Regions from separate parts of the Mus musculus genome. Here region 2 is linked to region 1. Evidence: chromatin contacts called from public promoter capture Hi-C data. All regions are on one chromosome and are shown on one strand. Each heading gives the region's core, a stretch centred on a gene start, on an enhancer-like site or on the middle of the called end of the contact. The rest is flanking DNA. Distances are from core to core; before and after follow the strand shown.

What was found. Promoter capture Hi-C pulls out the DNA fragments that hold promoters and counts their contacts.
Region 2: a promoter capture Hi-C map of liver shows a contact between it and region 1, with 4 times the contacts expected there. The contact joins the promoter of Shc3 here to the promoter of 4930518P08Rik in region 1. A contact is called at or near these places in 5 of 39 promoter capture datasets (the 3T3-L1 cell line, liver, pre-B cells and 1 more).

Annotation. Positions count from the first base shown.
Region 1 is chr13:50,763,164-50,769,476 of GRCm38.p6, forward strand. 4930518P08Rik (RIKEN cDNA 4930518P08 gene) reads right to left here and starts at 2,085. Exons shown (of 4, transcript NR_045364.1): 1 at 1,862-2,085; 2 at 1,295-1,615.
Region 2 is chr13:51,566,590-51,572,135 of GRCm38.p6, forward strand. Shc3 (src homology 2 domain-containing transforming protein C3) reads right to left here and starts at 2,862. Exons shown (of 12, transcript NM_009167.5): 1 at 382-2,862. The coding sequence starts at 855.

The DNA.
Region 1 (6,313 bases), core at 835-3,334:
GACATAAGCCATGGCCATCAATCATATCAGCTCCAGAGGCCACAGACATCCAGTGAAAAACAAGGTGATCACAAACAGGGACAGCAATCAGCCTGAACCTCTGGCTAGGTTTTACATTTGTGCAGGTGTAGGTATGGGTACACAGAGGCATAAGAAGGCCCAGCATCTCACACATCACAAGGAGGGCTCAGGAATGCTGGGGCTGTGCTATCTCCTGCGCCCTGGGCTTCCTTGAGAGAAATGAAATCCCCAGGACAGAAGCCAGTTCTCCATGATGTAGTCTGTGGGAGCTGAGCCTGGTAGCCCCTCAGCTCTCCTGGGTGACAAAGTAGTGTTGTCCTCCTCAGTTGTGATTTGAATAAAAATGGCTCCAATAGGCCCATAGGGAGAGGAGAGATGACCTTGTTGGAGTAGGTGTGGCCTTGGTAGAGGAAATGTGTCACTGTGGAGGTGGGCTTTGATGTCTCATAGGCTCATGCCAAGCCTAGTGACTCAGTCTTCCTTCCTGCTGCATGCAGACCCAGATGTAGAACTCTCAGGTACCATTCCAGCACCATGTCTGCCTGCATGGTGCTAGGCTTCTTGCCAGGATAATGGACTAAACCTCATGACTGTAAGCTTTTCCATGATGTCCCTAACTAAAACAGTAGTCATTGTTTGCCCCCTCAAGATCCCTTGGATATGCCACACTGAACTTGCATCACTACAATGTTTGGTGACTATGGATGGCATTTGAGGGATGTGTCACTCTGACCAGGGCTCTCTTGCTTTCCATCTTCTCAAGCCTATGTGTGCAGTCGTGGGGTCCATGGGCAAGAAGCCTCTGCCCTCACAGGACATAGCACTAACTCTAGTGATGGGATCTTTGGCTCTGAGCATCCTCTCTCTAACACCATCCCAGTGACCCTTGCTCTTGGCCTAAACCACAAGCCTGGAAAAACCTAAGCTCCATCACAGACTTTTGAAAGCAAGCAGAACCTTCAATCAAGAAATACTATTTCCTAAGAGCTTTTTTAACTCCAGAAAGCATGAATTGCTGATTGATGTGGAAGCCAGACCTAAGAATTCTCAATGTGACTCATAGCTGGCTGACGTTTATACATACACAAAGCACTAACACTACACTCAGAGCAGAGGAGGGTACCTAATGTTATCAAGAGCATGACCTGGGATCATACAGTAAGTCCTTCTGGGTTTCCAGCACTTGCCATTCCATGAGACCAGCCGAAGACCAGGCTATCCTACAGGACTGGCTCACACAAAGGAAGGGGCTTGTTCAAAGTGCAGGAATTACCTGGGCACTGAGCAGGCCAGGAAGGGTCCTGGCTAGGCAGCACTCATCTTGAGGAAAGCTTCAAGTCCTAGGGTCTGTCCACTTGGTCATGAAGATGCATCAAAACAGAGGAGCAGCCTGTTTTGCTGCTCTAAAGCCTTCCAGATATTCCCACTATGAGAACACAGGTCACCTTTCCCCTAATTTAGGTGCAAATGCGTGCATATCTGTCTGTCTGATTACATGTGTGTCACAGACTTGCAACACCTGTGGAGGCTACTGATATGAAACCCTGCTCCATTTCCTGGGCTGGTGTAGTTCCTTCTTCCTCCAGACAGGTCCCTGGGATAAAGAGGAAGAGAAAGAAGTTGGAGGCCTGCACCTTTTCTGTAGCCCACAGGGGGCAGTATAGGGCCTGAGTTCCCAGGGGCTCCTCCCACTTCTCCCTCTTTCAAACATTCTTCCAGCACTCCCCTTGCAATTGCCTTCCCTTTCGGGTCTCCAAAGCCCTGCTCTAAGATTTCCTTATCTCCTCCCTTGCCACACTCTGTAGGACTCTCTGGCTGGGCTACAGTTGGCAAAAATCACCTTGAGCAGAACAGTGTCCCCAGATGCTATGGTTTCAATATTGCCAGGCATGTCAGCTCCACAGTCAAGTCCGAGCCGCCCCCAGCACCTCTGAATTCCCCCCAAAAGCCATGGGGGACACAGGTTCTCTGTTGGTTCCTGGGTAGGGATCCTTACAGGAAGGCTTCCAGCAGATACATTAACAAGGTCCAGATCTGTTCTACTCCAGATTCACTGCACACCCAGCAGTTAAACAGCGGAAGAGCAGCGAATCTTTCCGATACAGTCTGATTGGCTGCAGGCATCATGTGCAGCATGCACCATGTGATCAACTGGCAGCCTGTAATTGAATCCATTCCTGTGATTGGCTGGAATTTCTTTGCTGTGATTGGCTGACATTCGATTGCTTAGTTACAAGATTAACCTACCCTTGGTTCATATAGGAAATGAGGTCACAGGTCTCTGTATGGTGGCCACATTGGACAAACCTCATTGGTTTTTGTCCAAACTAGAGTTCAACAGTCCCATTTCTTTCGTCCTTCCAGGTCACTCAAGTATGGGCCTTGATGGGCCGTGCCACTGTCTGCCAGGATTGAAAGGAATCTTAAGGATTCCTTACAAAGTTCACATTTCACAGTGCCAGGTTAGCCCCGCACTCTTAGGAATTCCTTCTTCGGCATTCTGACTATAAAGGCACGATTTGGTGGGAAAGAAGAGCAGCTCTTTGTTCAATAATTAAGGCGAGTCCTAAGAGATACAGGCAGACAATATTGCTGACATCCATTCTTCCTCAGAACCCTCTCTGAGGCACAGGGAGCAAAGCTGCACAGCTTGACAGTCAGGCCTCAGAGGCGGCTCAGCAGCTTGTGAGCCCCACTGCTCACAGGCTGCAGATGGACTCCGGAGTGCAGGGTGACTGACTGAGAGGTGCCCATTCCTGCAGGCCACCTGGCAACAGGCATCTTAGTGATCCACAGGCCAATCCATTGCCTGCTTTGATTAATTTAACCATGATGATTTGGGTCAATGGTCTTTCTCCTCCCATCTGTGGGATTAACACTACCCTGACACTCTCTAAATTCAAACTCTGAAAGAGGAGAATCAAAAAGAATTGTTTGATGTTGTTTTGAGACAAGGACTTGCTATTAGCACAGGCTAGACTAAAACTTTCTGCAATCCTGACTTAGTCTCCCTAAAGCTTGGAAACACAGGCATGAACCTCTACACCCAAGAGAACATCAAGAGAAGGCAAATCTCAACTCAAAATGATGAGCGTATCCTCCTGCCATCAGGAATTTGAGAGGCCAGAAGGCAGCGGGCTGATATAGTCAAAGTGGTAAAATCTGAGAACATTCCTGTCGGTTGTGTTCACTGTATGTATGTGTGTGTCCCCAAAAGACAATTATGCTGTTGGTATTCTATATATGGTGTTTCTGATAAATGTATACTTTGTATCGCTGTTTTAGATAGAGAAAAAAATAATCAGCCAATCAGTTTATTCCAATGAGGATTTAACGCATGCTCTGTGGAGATGTCATTTCTTTGGCGTTCCTCCCAAATGGGAATTTATTATGCCACACTTCAGAAAAACAAAACATGAAACCCTTCCTGCTTGGGAACATGATTCCAGAGTTAAGAATTTGGTTAGTGCTGTCTAGCTTGAATTTTGTATATATGTATACATAAACATATACATATGCATACATATACACGTTTCTCTCTCTCTCTCTTTCTCTCTCTCTCTCTGTCTCAGTCTCTCTCTCTCTCTCTCTGTGTGTGTGTGTGTGTGTGTGTGTGTAAATAGCTATGTATACCACTGTTCCATATTTCATGTGGTCCATAGAAGAAGTATATTTTCATTTTTTTATGTATATATGAGACTAAGCTGCGGTCTGAATAATTTTCTCTAGTGGTTTAAGCAGTTGACCTGTTGCAGTTGGAGATGAATAAACAGACAGTGCTGCAGAGGCTGCCTAGAGATTTACAGGTTAAACCCAGCTTTTAAAGGTCGATGCCAATGTGTTTTAGTCGTGGGGCAAGCAGCTAGGCAAATGACTCCTGGGACCACCAGGCCTGAAGTTACCTGTCAGCTGAGATCTGGGAATCTGGAGAACTAGATCCTGCAGGAGTGCAGCTTCAGTTGTACATTGCTCCTCTGCCTCCAGTAGGAGGCATAGTCCCTGGGAGGCAGACTCTTCACAGAGCCACTGCCCTGGCTAGTGATCCCCACCCCTTCACAGGATCCCAGAGCTTAAGAACTGGGCAAGTGGGTGGAGCTTTCTTATTTAGGGAGGGGCTCAGAGCAGAGGGCAGGACTGTGAAGGTGGTTCTGTAGGGGCATGGACAGACTGTGAAGTTGGATCCTCAGGTGAAAGGGTTCTAGGTCTTCAAGCAGTTGATCTCCTGTGCAAAAGTTGGTTGTTGAGTCCGATGGTCACAGACGTTGGAGTGGCAGTTTCTTCTTGCTCCCCGCTTAGTTGCTGCTGCTGACAGAGAAGCTCAGCAATGCTCAGACTCTGCTGCCCCAGGGCCATTGTCCAGGCTGCAGGAACCTGCGTGGGCGGCCCTTGAGTGGGGTATTTAAGGGCCTAGGACGGTCAGGGAAGCTGCACCAGGCCAGGCTGATGGAAGAGGAAGAAGAGTGAGGTAGAGTGATTTGACTTTTTAAACTGCAGCTTACTTGCCATTGTGTTTATACAACAACTGTCGCCTCCCTCCTGGCCCCAAACAGGGTTTCTCTGTATAATTCTGTCTTGGAATAGCCTATAGATCAGCCTATAGATCTACCCAGGTACACTAAAGACTTTTTTATTTTCAGTTATTTATCCCAAATACTGCCCCCATCATCCCTCACAGAGTTCCTCCCCTATCCCCTCCCTTTAGCCTTTGAGGCAGCAGCACTCTCCCCCATGTCCCAGTATCCCCTCAGCCCTGTAGTCTCTGCAGGATTAGGCCCACCCTCTCCAACTGAGACCACTGCTTTTTCCATTCATTCTCCTGGCCCTCTGGGCCTCTCTCCTGCTCTCTCCAAGACGTTTATCGGGAAGGGATATTTGTTTGTCAGATGCTTTTTAGACATCTAGTGAGATAATCATGTTTTTTTTTCCTTTCAGTTTGTTTATTTAGTGGATTACAATGTATTGAAGGATTTTCATATATTTAACCTGTATCCTTGGGACGAAGCCTACTTGATCATGGTGGATGCTTTCTTTGATGTTTTCTTGGATTCAGTTTGCAAGTATTTTCTTGAATAAGTTTTCATCAATGGTCATTGGGGAAATGTGTCTGAAATTTTTTTTGTTGAGTCTTTACGTGCTTTAGGTATTGGGGTGACTGTGGCCTCATAGAAGGCATTTGGCAGTGTTCCTTCTGTTTATATTTTGTGGAATAATTTGAGAAATATTGGCATTATCTCTTATTTGAAAGTCTGGTAGAATTCTGTGCTAGAACCATGTGAGCCAGTTTTTGTTTTGGTTGTGAGATTTTAATGACTGATTCTATTACATTAGGGGTCATAGGACACTTTAAATAGTTTATTTGATTGTGATTTAACTTCGCCCAGTAATATCCATCTAGAATATCATTCATTCATTTAGACTTTTCAATTTTGTGGAGTACAGGCTTTTGAAGTGAGACATAATAATTCTTTGGATTTCCTCAGTATCTGTTGTTATGTCTCCCTTCCTTTTCATTTCTACGTTTTTGTTTGTTTGTTTGTTTGTTTTTTTAATTTGGATGCTGTCTCTCTGTCTTTTAACTAGTTTGGCTAAGGGTTTCTCTATTGTGTTGACTTTTTCAAAGAACCAGTTCTTGGTTTCACTGAATCTTTACATTGTTCTCTTTGATTCTCATTTATTGATTTCAGCCCTGAGGTTGAGCATTTCCTGTCTTCTACTCTTCCTACATATGTTTGCTTCTTCTTTTTTATTCTTGGAACCTTCAGATGTACTTTAAATTTGTTAGCACAAGAAATCTCAAATTTCTTTATGAGAGCATTACATGCTATGAACTTTCCTCTTAGCACAGCTTTCATAATGTCCAATAACTTTGAATATGTTGTGCTCTCATTTTATTTAAATTCCAGAATGTCTTTAATTTCTTAATTTCTTCCCTGTCCCAGTGATCATTGAGTAGGGACTTGTTCAGTTTCCATGAAGGCTTCCTGTTGTTTCTCTTGTTGTTGAAGTCAGCTTAAATCCAGAGTGATCTGATAAGATGCATGGGGTTATTTCAATCTTATCATGTGTTGTGGCTTGCTTTGTAGCCAATTAAATGGTCAGTTTTGGAGATGGTTCTGTGAGGTGCTGAGAAGAAGGCATAATACTTGTGGTTTGGTGAAATGTTCTATAGATATCTCTTAGGTCCATTTGAATCATAACCTCTGTTAGCTTTGTTATCTCTCTGTTTAATTTCTGTCTTTATGATCTGTCCATTGGTAAGAAAGGGAGTTTTAAGGTCTCCTACTACTAATGT
Region 2 (5,546 bases), core at 1,612-4,111, 800 kb after region 1:
TGACAAGTGTACCTCAAGTAGGCCAGACCATGATCTCAGGGATGGATTTCTAGGGAGAGAGGGACATCTGATGAAGCCAGGTGACCAAAGCATGCTTCAACAACGGTGCCTTGGGGAAAGCAGGCTCCATGCGAGGTGACCAGACAGTTCACCCTTTCCCCCCCACACAGAGCATTTCTAATTCTCTCCTTGCCCTGTCGAGCAAGAGAATGGCTAAGGAGGGCTTATTTCCTCACATCCAACTGTCGTCTGTGTTCCCTGGGGCTTGTCCCTGAACCCTGGGGCTTCAGAGAATGACATCTGTCCCCAGCCCTGACTTCCTCCTCCCCACCGCACCCTGTCTCCGAGACCCCCACCCAGCAGTGTGCTCGGGTTACCCACCTTGACCACATAGGTGACTCCCGGCCCCAGCACCTGATCGCTGGTGTGCGGCGCGCCCCGAGGGGGCCTGGGCAGTGGCTCGTCGCCGGCCCGGCTCTTCCTGGTGGCACTCATGCTGGCGGCCGGGGCGCGGGACCCGGGGGTCGCGCTGCCGCCGTCCGGGGCCGCCAGGCTGGGCGCGCTGCAGCTGCCCGAGAGCCGCGCTCCTGCCCGCTCCCGGGCGGCCGACGACAGGCCACGCAGGCCGGAGCTGGAGAGTTTCAAGTGGGACACCTTGTGGAGCAGGTGGCCCAGGCTGCCGGGCCCATCGTCCGGCGCCTTGCGCAGCGCCTCGCCCGACACCAGGTAGGGGCTCGCCGCGGGCTCCGCCGAGACCTTGCCGCCGCTGCCGCTCACCGACAGGCTGTGGAGAAGGTCATCGACCGATGTCACCGAGTCATTCCTGAAGCGGTTGTACTTGGTGCGTGGAAGCATGCCCCTCCGTGGGCTCGCCGCATCCACCCGGGCGCTGCTGCTGCCGGCCCTGGCGCGGACTGCCGCGCATAGCACACGAGCCGCGGTCCCCCGAGCGGGACGAGGAGCCCGAGTCCCAGGACAGCCTTTCCGGAGAGGGACAGCCGAGGCCGACGACCGAGCCCTTTTCACCGTTACAAGGCAGCAGAGCAGCAGCCACGCAGCGCGGGCCCTGGAGACCGAGGGTTGGGGTGGAACGCTTGCCTTGCAAAAGTCATAGTTGCGGCTGATGGAGCGAGCGGCCAGCTGCACGGGGCTGCTCCCAGCAAAAGCGTGACTCACTCTGAGGAGACCCTTCTCAACAAAGGCTCGGTGAGCTCCGCAAATCACTTCCTGTAGCAAAAAGAGAGAGAAGAAAACGACATCCACCCGCTGACAGCAACTACAGCCAATCAGTTCTCAAATTTCCTTTTTCTACCTTCGCAGATATTTCCTTCCAGTCTTTGCCTTTTCACCTACCCCCTCCCCATCCCGCATCTGTGCCAAAGGTAAATCCAGTCCCGTCAAATGATCTCTTGAACTTTCCGCAACCCATTATTCCGTGCAATGGCTTGCTCTTCCCTTGCTCAGCTCATGTGGATGAAGCCCAGAAGTGTCTGACAGGGATGCGTTCAAATGTGACGAAGGCTTTTAAAGAAGTCTTCAAGGCGAATCCTGATGAATCCTGATTTTGGAAAGTAGCAAGAATTTTAAGTAGGAAAAAAAAAAAGAGGGGGGACCCTTCACCAGCAGATGAATATTTAAGAAAGAAAGAAAAAAACCTGTCAGTTTCCTGTGGTTTGCTTTTCTTGTTCAGATCAGCAGAGCAGCCATGTATCTGTGGCGGTGCAATTCCTGTACCAATTCACGAAAAAAAAAAAAAATCAGCACAGAAATTTCTTCTCAGTACAGCTCAGAGGGGGTCTTCCCTAATAATTTACAGCAGTCAGCAGCCGTACTCAGCTAGGGTTCAGTTGAAAAATCTACTTCAAAAAAAAACCTGCATCTCTGCTGAGCGGCAACAGGCTCCAGAAATCCATGCCAAAAAAAGAGAGAGAGAGAGAAAGAGGGCCGCGTTTTGAGTTTTATTCCAAGTGAATGTGTTTCAGCCCTGGAAGCATGCCTTAGTAGCATTACCAATCCGTTTCAATGTCCCTTCAGTTGCTGCTTGCAGCCCTGCAGTCAGGCAGGAAAAAAAATGCGGCTGCTCTAACTGTCCATCAAATCCACAGCAAGAATGGCCTCTTCCTTGCGAGTCGGGCCCAGGCTTGCAGTGACACGCACAGGCCTTCTTCCTGACGCTTGGGAGAATAGGACATCGACAGCCTCCCCGAGGGTCTGACCAAGATTCTGAGACCCACTGAGCCCTTCCTCGGTGGCCTCTACCAGGTGGCCTCATGTGTTAAGACAGATAACCTGCACCACCGAGAAGTCAATCGCTGTCAAAGTTTCCTGGTAACTTCTGTGCAAGCGAATGCATTTGCCTTCTAGCACACTAGCAGGTCACCCTGAGTCTTCTCACGCCCAGGGCTGATCTCGGGAGGCAGTGCGGTTCCCAGGCTTTCTGGGAGCCCCAGGAAGGGAGTTTAGGGAGAGCCACCCGTGGCGGCCGTGCAAGTGAGGCCGGTTCCAGAGGACGAAAAAGCGCAGAGCCGCCAGGCCCGCCCTGGCGCAGCAAACACGTCCCCACCGCTCTCCAACCGCGCGGCAGCCCTAGCTGAACAGCCACCCCGCACTCTCTTTTCTCCCTTCCTCTAGCTCGCATAGCAACAGCAGATGCGCACCCCACGGACGATTTCGATGGTGATTGGAGTCCCCCTCCAATCTGAAGCAAGTCAGCCCCACCATTCCCAAACCGTGGTCTTCTTCATTAGAAGCAGACAAAAAGAAAAAAAGAAAAAGGAAAAAAAAAAAAAACAGACCGAATGTGAATGAGATGCTGTTTGTGTGAATGAAAGGGCCGGCGAGCGAGCCAGCGTTTCTGTGAATGGAGCGGGTCCTTGCAGCCGGTGCCAGGCAATCCCCTGGGCTCAGGCGGCTTCAGCCAATGAGAGGCTGAGCCGATGACTCATTCAACAAAGGCTCGCTCAATAGTGGAAGATTCCATTTCAATCAAGGGCGGGATCTTTTATCCAACAGCAGTGTGGGAAAAAAAAAGAGAAAGAAAAAAAAAAAAATAACACCACCCAGATTGATTACAAAAATTCTGGGAGGAAGAAACAAGCCGGTATAGAGAGATGGGGAAAATTAGTTTTATAAGGGTGTTGGAGACTATCGGGTCAGTTCCGGGTGAAGCAGGACCACTCTCTGGGAGGTGAGCTGTACCCAAACTTTCATTCACTGGTTCTTCTACCTCACAGAGCAGCCATGAATGTACCAGCTTTTATTATGAATGCACACAGAAGACCCAGTCAAAGGCTAGCCTCTTCCCCATGAAGTCTTTCCTAATAAAGGAATAAAGAAGACCTATGCAAGCTAAGTCTCCAGAGCAGCGGAGGGGATCCCAAAGCTACATCATTTAACCCTTTAGCCAACAAGGAGACTTTGGATTCTATTATGAGGCCAACGGAGGGAGCCGACTGAGAAAATATGAATGGCGGTGTAAATTTACATACAACAATTAGACTCGTTGGTGTTAGACGTTAATATACCAAGAATATCATATAGTACAGCTAGAGCTGCTGTTAGCTGGAAAGTGATACGAATATTTTGGTGTACAGGAAAAAAGAAAATAAATTAAAGAGCCCAAATGCGTCAGATGGAATTCCACAGCCCCTGCAGGGGAACTCTGCTCACGTGCCTGTCCCAGGAGAGCCCTTTGTTCGCCCTAGGGAGCCTGGCTGTCGCTTATTTTAGGCATGATCCCCCAAAGCCCAAGCTCTGGGCTGTCAACTCGAAACAAACTGGCACCAGTGAGAACGAGGATAGATAATTCTAGATGCCATGTTCAAAGTCTGCGCTATGCTGTGACTATCACGTGTTCACTGGATGCTTATGTTGAAGTCTAATCCTGGCCACCTTTCTTTCAAAAGGTGAAAGCTTAGTCTGTGTCATTTAGGGGAGGGGCTTCTGGGACAGGACTGGGATTAGGTCATCAGAGTAGAGGAGCAATAGCCCAGTCTGTAAAATGCTTTATCTTGCAAGCAAGAGGACCTGAATTCAATCCTCAAAAACTCAACATTTAAAAAAACAAAACCAAAAATACTAACAGACAAACAAATAAATGGGCTGACGACCCAGTGTTACACAGCCAGCCAGCCCAACCCCTCAGCAAGTTTTAAGCCAAGAAGAGACCTTATTTCAAACAAACAAGATGGGGTCAGCAAGATTGCTATCAACCTTGATGATTGGAATTTAGTCCCCAGGAGCCACACAGTGGAGATGATGTTGTCCTCTGACCCCCTACACATGTGCTCTAACATGCATCTAATGAAAAGCTATTTTTAAAGAAAACATGGCTGTCATCCAAGAAATGAGAGTGGAGGCCATACTCTGTCCTCCACATGCAGGTATGGCACACTTCCACACAAGCACACACAAGGATGCACCTGCACACATATAACCACATAGAAGTAGAGAGTCTGAACACACACACTCGTGTGTGCACACAGGCATACGTGTTCCCAGTCTCTCACCGTCTTAAGCCCTGAGCCACCTCAGACTCTGCTAGCAAGAATCCCAAGAATTTGGTCTCTCAGCTGTACCAGACTAAGGAGCAGAGGTAAATTATCTTTATTCATAACTCACTTAGTTTATTGGACTGTGTTATTAACCAGAGATATGGATGGAAATCCTATAACAATGCCAAGAAAGTGCCTTGCCTGGGCAGCTGACATTGAGAACTGCTCACCCCTGACCACCTGTAGCCAGGCATCTTCCACTGAGAGGAGTGCAAGGCAAAGTCCACATTTCCTACCTGGAGGATTCACCTGAGTCAAGTCCTGTTCATCAGAGTGGAGAGTCTAATCAGGTGAGGAAGGGAATAAGTGCATGGGAGTGGCCAGCTTAGGGTTAGGAGCCTTCTGTGTAGAGGCATCAAGTGCAGAGGTTGAAACCCGGGAATTCCAAATTGTCTAGATGAGATATAAAAAGGGTGGTCAGATATGGGGTAGGTGGTACATGCTTCTGATCCCAGCATTTGGGCAGTTGAAGCAGGACATTTGAGGGCTCTAGTGGGACAGTCTGGGTTACATGGTGAGATTTCATCTCGAAAACAAACAAAACAGCCAGAAATTGTAGGATAAGCATAAATCCCGAGCCATCTGAGGAACTGCCCTCACCAACCAGGCACACCTACTGCAAGTCCAGCTTACATCCTGTTTTGCATAAAGGAAGCCAAGGGTCACTGGGGCTACACAATGTGCAGTGACCACATCTTCTATCTTCATGGCCACACACAACCCTGCCTCAGAGAGGTAGGTGTGGTGTACAGTGTCCAGTGGGGCTTCTCCCTTCGGGCAGTGCTCATTCATCATTAACGACAATGTTGCCAGTGGACTGAGAGACAAAAAGGTTCAGACTTTCTAGAAGATAGAAGATGGGCTATATTACAAAGAGAGGCTAGGGAGATGGCCAGTCAGTGAGATGGCTGACAATACACCCAGAACCCACAGAAAAAGCCAGGCGCGGTAGTGTGTACCTGAAGTCCTCATGCTGAGAACAAAGATCCCAGA